Linked DNA regions of Zea mays: region 2 is linked to region 1. A link is a contact called in public Hi-C data. All regions are on one chromosome and are shown on one strand. The core of a region is the stretch at or near the end of the contact, and the rest is flanking DNA. Distances in the headings are between cores, read along the strand shown.

Region 1 (4,399 bases), core at 1,473-3,972:
GTCTCCGAAGCTTCAGTTTCGTCCCCCTCACGCTCAACCCTGGCGGTAGAACGGACTCTGGCCATTTAATTATGAACTTGTGAAACTTTAATACTTTCTTCTTCCGAAGCAGGCTTCAAGCTGGAGCTTCGTTCGATTCCGACAGACAAGCTTCGGCGACGGTTAAAAATTTTGGCAGAAAAACAGTGCAAATAGCAATGAATGCTGTGGTAACTTCACACCTACTCGTCTGTTTATATAGTGCTGCAGGTAAGAAGGCGAAGCGCCAGAATTTTTACACCAGGCGGACACCCGCTTGCACTCGCTGCGTGGTGGACCGCAGAGACCGAACAGTAACTCTGCAAGGTGGGGCCGCTACACGCTGGGAGATTGAATCGTTTCTCGACAACGAGCTCAGGGAAGGTGTTTTTTAGACCTTCAGCGCTCCGAAGCTTAAGAGACTTTTTTCACGGAACAAGCTCGTTACGAAAAACGATCTAGCACCGCGAAAGGGGCTACTGTTGGGTCTATGCTTCGTCGCCGAAGGTCTTATAGGAAGAAGTGGTCCTCGGCTGAAGCTGTTTGTATAAGATAGCCGAAGGTTCCTCTTCGGGAAGCTTCGGTGTTACAAACCGACTTAAAGATAGGATGACCTTTTAGTCCATAAAGGTCTGAGTCAATGTTGTAAGCTTTTATAAGGGGCATACTTGTAATTCCTCACAGGCTGCGTCCTATGCCTATAAATAGTGAACAGTATTCCGTTACTGGGGACAGATTCGAGTAATTGTGATCGCATCCTCCGGAATCCAACCTTTTGCCAAGGCAGAGGTATTATTGTATTCAATAACTCAATATAATAAATAGATACAATGTAATTCGTCTATGATGTATTTATCTCTTTTATACCTTTTGTTTTATGTTATTTTATAAGTTTTACTAAAATTTTATTACGAAGATTTAAGCTTCGTAATTATGCTCTTATCAGTCTTCGTCCAAGGCCCATTATCCTCAAGGGAATAATGTCTCATGGACGAAGGACATTGACGTTTAACACTTTATGTTGCCTTGTTCTTAATTCATAGCATTTGAGAACAAGTCCCCAACAATTGACTTTTATGTTAACCTCATTGCAGCCTTTGCAGGCACTTCTATATTTCTTGATAGGATATTTCATCATGTTCTTGCTATAATATTGTCAATGACATTTGTTCTTACCTTTGGAGAGGTATTCATCTGATGTCTAAAATTTACTATTTGCTCATTGTGTGGTTTGACTAATAGTGATTGTGTGGGAATCTCATACTTCCCCGTGCTCTTCGCAGGGATCTGAGCTCAGACTGGGGCTCATGTCGATCGGCCTAATGTAGCAGCACAGACATTTCAGGAGACATTGATAGTATAAAGAGGTTGATGGAAGAAAATAATAACCACCTTCATCAACTATTAAGCTTCAATTGAGGCCTAGTGTGTCCATAGTCTGCTTGACCACTATAGGACCTGCAACCTTATGGCTGCTATAGTAGCTAGTTACGATATGCTTAATATTTAGTACTTTGAGTTGAAGTTATAGGTTTTTTTGGAATTGAAGTTAAAGGATTTGTAGATATATGTTTTGACGTTATATGATTCTCTGATGGATGAAATATTTGTGTTCAACGTATTAATATGATATTTTGGTTGTGATGTGTAATATTCCATGATGATATGAATTCATACGATGTGTTTCTTTTGATGACGATTATATCTATCACAAATGCTTCGCCATATCACTTGCCACGCTAGCGGCCACTGCCTCTCAATTTATGATGAAATTCCTTGTCACAACAATTTTTCCACGTGATCAAATCTATGACAAATATTTCTGTCATAAAGGTTTTGCCATGTCACATCCCACGTCATCACCATTAGTCATGTGGCAATTCATGTCAGTATGAATTGTGACGTTTTCAGAGTGGCTTATGACAAAATAGAGTGTCATAGATTTAGTGACGAATCTAATGTGCGTCATAAAATCTATGACGATTTTTTGATGAACGTCATTGTAGTCTATTTAACACGTACTTTCTGTGACGATGACCTTTTCGTCACAATAGTGTCACCAAAATACAATTTATGACAAATAAACACTAGTTAGTGACATAATCACAATGTCACAGAAGGCCTAAAAGGTTGTAGTGTTTGGAATAGCTGACTAACTTGCTTTACTTTATCTAACTTTTTTGTTTAAGATTAGTTATTCAATTCTAACGACTAACCTTAGACAAATAAGTACTATAACAAACAAGTCCATCGTCGTCTTCATGCCAAGAACAAGCACCTACACAAAAGCTTCGTGGCTTCTATGTCTGGCTTGGCCGTGGCATGCACGCCTCCCCTTCCCCTTCCTTTATCTTCACGGATCACGCTGCACAGGGAAACTGATCCTATATCATCCATTTTCTATCCGCCGTAGATATGAGGTAGGTGTAGGTTCACCAGATAGCGACGACGCGCGGCTCTTCATCAACGTTGGCACCGACCGCAACGACCTGCCGTTGTATGCTCCGCCAGAGCGAGACACGCGTGGCTCTTCGTTAACGTCGGCGCTGGCCACTTGACCTGCCGCTGCTCGGCAGGTACTTCATCATCGTCACACGCGCAACCAGTCCGGATCTGTTGGCCACTTGGCCTCCAGAGCAGCGTAACGACCTCGCGCGCCGCCGTCGTTCCTGCATGCACTGCCTGTCGATGCTGTTCGCGTTCCGGACGGACGGGCAGGCCTGGCGCGTGGAGTGCTAGCAGGGAGAAGAAAGGCACGCGGGCGGACGCGGCACTGCGCCTATTTTTCGGCGTGGATGCTGTTTTTTTTTTCTTCCTTCAAGTGCTAAAGAAAATATAATCTAGTGTCAGAAAGTTGCTGAAGACGTATTTCTTTAATCTTACTAAAAAAACCCTCTTGCTTAAGAGTTTGTTTTGGAAACTCTTAGATATGCTCTAAATTCTAATGTAACCGCTTTTACTGAATCTACAGTGTTTGTATTTAATCCGAAGCGTCGTAGCAGTATGCGTTTGATCCAGCATTCGAAAGAATGATATGGGCCGTGAGTTACAATATTTCCCCAGGACCCGCCATGTGTGTGGTAAATCGACTTGGGCCACTCGAAAATGCCAGCCCATCTACAGCACTCAAGTTTTTTCTCTCCTACGAAACATCTGCGGTCCAACTTGGCCCATGCCGGCGACTTCTCGGTTCCCAAGTCCCAACGGCTGCTCAAAGTTGGAACAGGCGTGGCAGTGGCAGGCTAGTCCCTTCCAGGTGGGTCTTAAGGACCGACTGCTGACCACATGACCAGTCGCGCTTGCGCGGTTGTCCCTAGCGACCAGCGAGACCCAAGAAGACCCTTTTTTTAAGAAAAAGATCGCATCTCATTAACTGGAAATGTTTTTTTTGAAAAAAACAGGAAATAGGATTACAATCCAGAGAGGCAGTAGCTCACTCACACGCTAGATAACTGAGAGCACCTAGAGAGGGTGAATAGGTGATCCTATAAAACTTGAAACTTAATGCCACAAAACTTGATTAGATGTTAGCACAATTAAGCCAAGTGGCTAGATAGGAGTTCTTGCGAAACACAACAACCACAAGAAGATCAACACAGATAGACTCAGTGGTTTATCCCGTGGTTCAGACAAGTACAAAACTTGCCTACTTCCACGTTGTGGCGTCCCAACGGACGAGGGTTGCAATCAACCCCTCTCAAGCGGTCCAAAGACCCACTTGAATACCACGGTGTTTTGCTTTGTTTACTATATCCCGCTCGCGAGGAATCTCAACAACTTGGAGCCTCTCGCCCTTACACTTTGATGTTCACAAAGAAGCACGGAGTAAGGGAGGGATGAGCAACGCACACAAGATACAAGAATCACAGCAAATACGCACACACAAGACCCAGACTTGAGCTCAAAAGAATATCACAAGGTTCTCACTAGAACGGAGCTCAAATCACTAAGAATGTCAAACAAGTACGCAAGAATGAAGTGTGAGTGATCAACAATGCTCAAAGGATGCTTGGTGTGCTCCTCCATGCGCCTAGGGGTCCCTTTTATAGCCCCAAGGCAGCTAGGAGCCGTTGGGAGCATTCTAGGAAGGCAATTCTTGCCTTCAGTCGCCTGGCGCACCGGACAGTCCGGTGCACCACCGGACACTGTCCGGTGCAGATTTCTTTCCTTCTTTGGCGAAGCCGACCATTGGAGATTCAGAGCCGTTGGCGCATCGGACACTGTCCGGTGCACACCGGACAGTCCGGTGCACACCGGACAGTCCGGTGCCCCCTTGTGACCGTTGGCTCGGCCACGCGTCACGCACGGAATCCTCGGCCAACCGTTGGCCTGGCTGACCGTTGGCTCACCGGACAGTCCGGTGATTTTTAGCCGTACGCCG
Region 2 (5,040 bases), core at 1,230-3,729, 120 kb before region 1:
TGTTGACTTTGACCATGAGTGATGTTCAACGTCACTCGATGGTTAGCATAGGCCCGGATACCTACCAAAATTACCTTCAGTGCCGTTTGTTTCGTTGGAATTGAATTCCATTTTAATAATTATAATTTAGATAAAACTAATTAAGTTTATATATTTATATATGTAATATATTTGTATATTATCCTAAATCATATGAGAGAGATAGTTATATAGTACATTTATGTTATAGAGGCGCAAGTAGAAGAGTGTGCTATACGTTATACATCGGAAAATTAGCATGTAAATCTATAGAATCAATTTCCATCTCTCATCCCATGAATTTGATATAGACTTATATGATAACTTTGGAAAGTGGTGAAATGTCATATTCTAAAAAATATCCTATTCCATTAGTAAGATTCCAATTCCTCGAAATGAAAGGAAACAAACGGGGTCTCAGTGGATTTAAACAACTTTTAATAGCCCGGCTCTGGCTGCGAACAGCAAACTGATTTCTAAGCTGAGAAAAAACCACATTTTCTAACTGTCGTCCTGGCAACAGTTGTTTCATAGGCTAACATTTGCTCCAGCAAACCACAGGACACAGAGAGGAGTGTAACTCGTGTAGATTCAGCAAAACCAGTACAAAAGAGTTGCAGGTAGAGATCGAAACATCAGAGCATTCAGGCGATAGAGAGAGACTACAGAGAGATCTCAGCAAATTGACAAGAAATGAATAGCATCTGAAAAATGAAATACCACACCCTCTGCCTCTGGATTATGCAGAAGGAACACGGAGATTTTTTGACCTCTCAGTGCTGTTCAAAAATAGATAACTGTCACAGCAAAATGTCACCAAAACCGATGGTATAGTTAACTGCTACAGACTACAGTGCATAAGAGTGAATACCCATAACCAGTTGGGCGACGCCGATATTTTTTCGATTACTGCTGCTTCAATGTTAGGCCAATGTCCTAATCAGGCAAGGGCAGCAGCACTCAATCACAGAAGTGGAGCGGGGGGAACCCAGGTCGACAGAAAATACATTGCAGATGTAGAGCCAAGTTTAGCAGGAACCATGAAGAACTACACAAGATGAAGGAAACGCATTGCAGGGCTGCAGAAGGATAGATATATGGCACAACTCATCAAAGTTATTAAAATTTAGCTAACTTCATCACATTGAGAATTGAGCCTGAAGCATCGGGAACCAGAATGTGCAGGCAAAATCGCAGCTGTCATTCTGAGATGTAGTTAACGAAGATCGAACACCACCATTCGAAACAGCAATTGAATCCAGTTTCACCAGAAATACAGAAAAAAGCTTGACATTTCACACGCCGACAACCAATATTAGACATCGTGATGGTAATTACAAGGAAGATTGCTAATATCTGCAAGCAATAGCATCAAGATCGCTGAACTGCATGAAGGCTGTATGCAAACCATGATGAACACACCACGCCCAGCTGAGCGAATCAACCAATGCGGACATAGGTGGGCAAGATGGGCCCGGCGGCGCTCATGCCAGCTGCCAACAGGCCGTCCCCAGCGGCCTCCTGCTCCGTGAGGAAGAGGTCGTCGGTGGTCCTGAGCGCGGCGTGGGCGCTGACCAGCGCGCCCCCGATCATGACGGAGCCCACCACGTTCCAGCCGACGCTGGTGAAGAGCATGGCGATGACGGTGACCCCGCAGAGCGCGGCGAGCACGGAGCCGTCGTCGAACTCCATCCCCAGGACCCTGAGCGGCTGCCCGCCCTGCGCGGGCCGCGCGAAGTAGAGGAAGAACCAGGCGGCGCAGAGGAAGAGAAGCACGAAGAGCGTGCCGGGGTGCCAGAGCAGCGAGGCCGCCACGACGGCGAGCACGGCCAGCGCGTAGTTGGCGCGGAAGTAGGCGGTGTTGCGGCGCATCCGGGCGATCGCCTCCCCGAGCGACGGCGGCTTGGAGAAGGCCGGCGCGCGGAAGACCTCGCCCCACGGCCGGCGCGCCGCGATGAGCACCTGCCCCTGCTCGCGGAGCCGCGTCACGAGCTCGCCCGCCTTGGCCAGCGGCGAGGGCAGCGCTGTGGGGTCCTCGACCGGGGCGTGGGTGGAGACTCGCGGCGGGAGACGGCTGGGGTTGGGATACGCCGACGGGACCGCCGGGTAGGTTGGGATCTTGGAGTAGCCGGCGCTGCCGCCGGAGGAGGCGGGCGCAGGATAGATGTACCCGCCGCCGCCGGGGGCGGAAGCGGCGGGCGCGACGTAGGAGGCGCCTGAGCCGTACATGGCGGCGGAGGAGGCGGGCGCGACGTAGGCGGCGCCTGAGACGTACGTGGCGGCGGGAGAAGAGGGCTGGGCGGCGGCGGAGTTGCGCATGGTCTCGGGGAGATCGGATTTGCAGGAGGGAGGAGAGGTTAGGGAAAGGTAGGAAGAAGAACAGGACGCGCCCACGGCCCACGCACGCTTCGCTGGTACAGAGAGTCCTTGGTTTCTTTTTCCTTTTTACTCACGACGAACCCGAGAGAAATGAGAATGGTTGCGCGGCGCCGCTTCGCTGGAAAGTTGGTTGGAACGGGCTCCCTATTTGATTCGTGGGGAGGAACTGGTTTTGCTTGCTGGCAAAGCACCCCAGACCGTGTTGACGTCATGCTTAACCAGCATTGGCAAGAAAGGATATATTTTACTTTTGTTTAATTTACTATTTAAAGTATTAAAATCGACAAAGGGAACAAGATAAAATCTTGGACAGAAATATTCTCTATATTTTAAGTATTGTTTAGAGAATGTTGTTAGAGTGGTAGAGAAGAAAATTCTTCCCTAAATATAAGATAGAGAAGGTTTTACTATTCCTTCCTGGAGACAGCCTAGACAATCCTAGCCTGCTACTGAAAGTAGAAGACTATTGTCCAATTTTTTCAACTTAACAACGAACGAACCACATAGCTACTCCTTTTAAGTCAATTCATTCTTCACAACTTTTTTATATATGGACTTGTATATGAAGATAAATCTTATACGATACTTGCAAGTTTAATGATGTACACAACCTTATAGTCCATTGTTTTTTGAGCTTCAAGCTATTTAGAGAACAAAGAGTTCTTGTGATGAAAATGCCTTCAAGACATAGACTAGCAAGTGTGTTTGCAATTTTTGTAATTTATTCTACAGATAAAATATTGTTACTATTTTTTATATATTTTGAGAATAATAACAGTGCAAAGATAGGCAGTTACTTACACGCATCCTTATCCGTATACATGCAAAAGCACTTCTAAGAGGTTGTGCATGCTTCATTCTCTGGTGTTCACGGAGAAATACATCAATTGTCAAGTTTGAAAAAAAGAAGAAAGAAGGACATGCAGCAGCTTCAAATACCAAAAGCTAATCCAAGTCTAGTTTCTAGTACTGCGTCATAACTTTGACATATCCCGCCGTTAAAGAGATGAATCCATATGTTATTTTCTATTATCTAAAAAATATAAAAAAGAATCTACTTCATCTGTCTCAATTGATAATTCGTTTGATTTTTTCACCAAGTTTGACCCTCTCGTTTTATTTAATTTTTTGGAAAAAAGAAAATTTTAAAGCCATACTTAAAGTATATTATATGCTAAACAATATTACAGTGAAAAATTGATAATAATTATGATTTTTTGAATAAAAGGAGCCGGTCAGATTTGAAGTTAAAAAGTCAAATGAATTATAAATTAGAACGGAGGAAGTAATACACTTCAATTCCTCGATAGAAATGCATTACAAGTGGCTTCGCCTCCATTTCGTCAACACAAGTAACCACATGTTTGTAAACGAATGTCAAATGGTATACTAAGCTTGGCCGAATCATTAACCGTTCGAGTATAGTTTTGTTTAACCGTCTTTTTCTTTGAAGAGGAGGAGTCGTCATCCTTTGCGAAGAGGAAGAAATGTCACTCTCATAGTAGATGATCTTCTTGATGCGCTTCTTCTTCTTATCGTCCCTCTTCTTGTTCGATCCAGAGTCGACGGCAGCATCGTCCTTGAGGTCACCATCGACGGGGATCTCCTTCTTGTCGACCATCTTGCCCTTCCCTTTAGCATCGTCACTAGCCATCTCTTTGGGCTGTTAGACCCAATGGAAGAGATCGGATTTGATACCAACTGAGAGCACTTAGAGGGGGTGAATAGATGACCATACAAAAATGACTTAAAACAACACAAACTTGGTCTAATTATAAAGTTAGAGCAAACTAAAACAAAGTGCTTGTACTAAACTGGCTTATAAGTTTTATGGGCCCTTCAAAGTGCTTCAAAGAATTAGGTCAGTAGCCTACAATCCAGATCTACCTGTTCAAGCCCTGGTACATCTGGTTTTCCATGTCTCTCAGTTGAAGCCTTTTGTTCCCAATTCTACACCAATATTTTCAGACATGTCTGTTAGTAGATTTGTCTAGCATGGATGTTTATCTGAAAGCAATACTGGATCGACGTGTGGTGCGTAAAGGAAGTCATCCGGTTGTGCAAGTCAAGGTGACATGGTCTCAGTTACCAGACATGGATTCTACTTGGGAATATTATGAAGTGCTCAAGAAGAGATTTCCAAATGCACTTGATTGGGGACAATCAACCGCTCAGGGGGGAGATGTCACTGCTGATGGACAACAGTAGTGGTGAAGGTTGAAGATTCTAAAGATGAGTTCTTTTCAGTACTTAGAGCATCTCTAAGAGCTCCCGAGAAGTCTCCCCTAATTCCATTTTTTTGGAAAAACACAAAAACTTGTCTCTAACAGTTTCCCTAAAGCACTCCTAACTTTTTCATAGCCCTTAAAACTCCCTCATTTGTGGCTACAAATGAGGGGTTTTTTGGGCTCCCCAGAAACAATATATCACTTTAAGGGATCTGTTGGAGAAAGGATTAAAATCTACCCGCACTAATTATTTGGATGTCCCTTAAAATTGATTTTAAGGAGTTATTTTCTGGGGAGCTCTTGGAGATGCTCTTAGTAAATTCTTCTGTTAAGTCATTAATACTTCATAATCATTGTCGGGCCATGATTTGAGCCATGTAAGTCGGTTGGCCTGTTTGTAACAGACTATAAAGAC

What was found. A called contact is a pair of places that touch in the nucleus more often than the background predicts.
Region 2: a contact with region 1 is called in a Hi-C map of ear, with 2.6 times the contacts expected there. The contact joins the promoter of LOC100284987 here to the enhancer-like site in region 1. A contact is called at or near these places in 2 of 25 Hi-C or Micro-C datasets (ear and tassel).

Annotation. Positions count from the first base shown.
Region 1 is chr1:281,451,939-281,456,337 of Zm-B73-REFERENCE-NAM-5.0, reverse strand. No RefSeq gene overlaps it. Among protein-coding and RNA genes, the nearest start is that of LOC103643990, 48 kb to the left of the region's middle. Within about 2 kb of position 2,722, at least 19 of the 20 cell types and tissues checked have an H3K27ac peak or open chromatin away from gene starts, as enhancers often do. A contact at or near this core is called in ear and tassel, where this site is marked.
Region 2 is chr1:281,576,006-281,581,045 of Zm-B73-REFERENCE-NAM-5.0, reverse strand. It overlaps LOC100284987 (prenylated Rab receptor 2), which reads right to left and starts at 2,479. Exons shown (of 1, transcript NM_001291646.1): 1 at 1,138-2,479. The coding sequence starts at 2,337. The coding sequence ends at 1,459.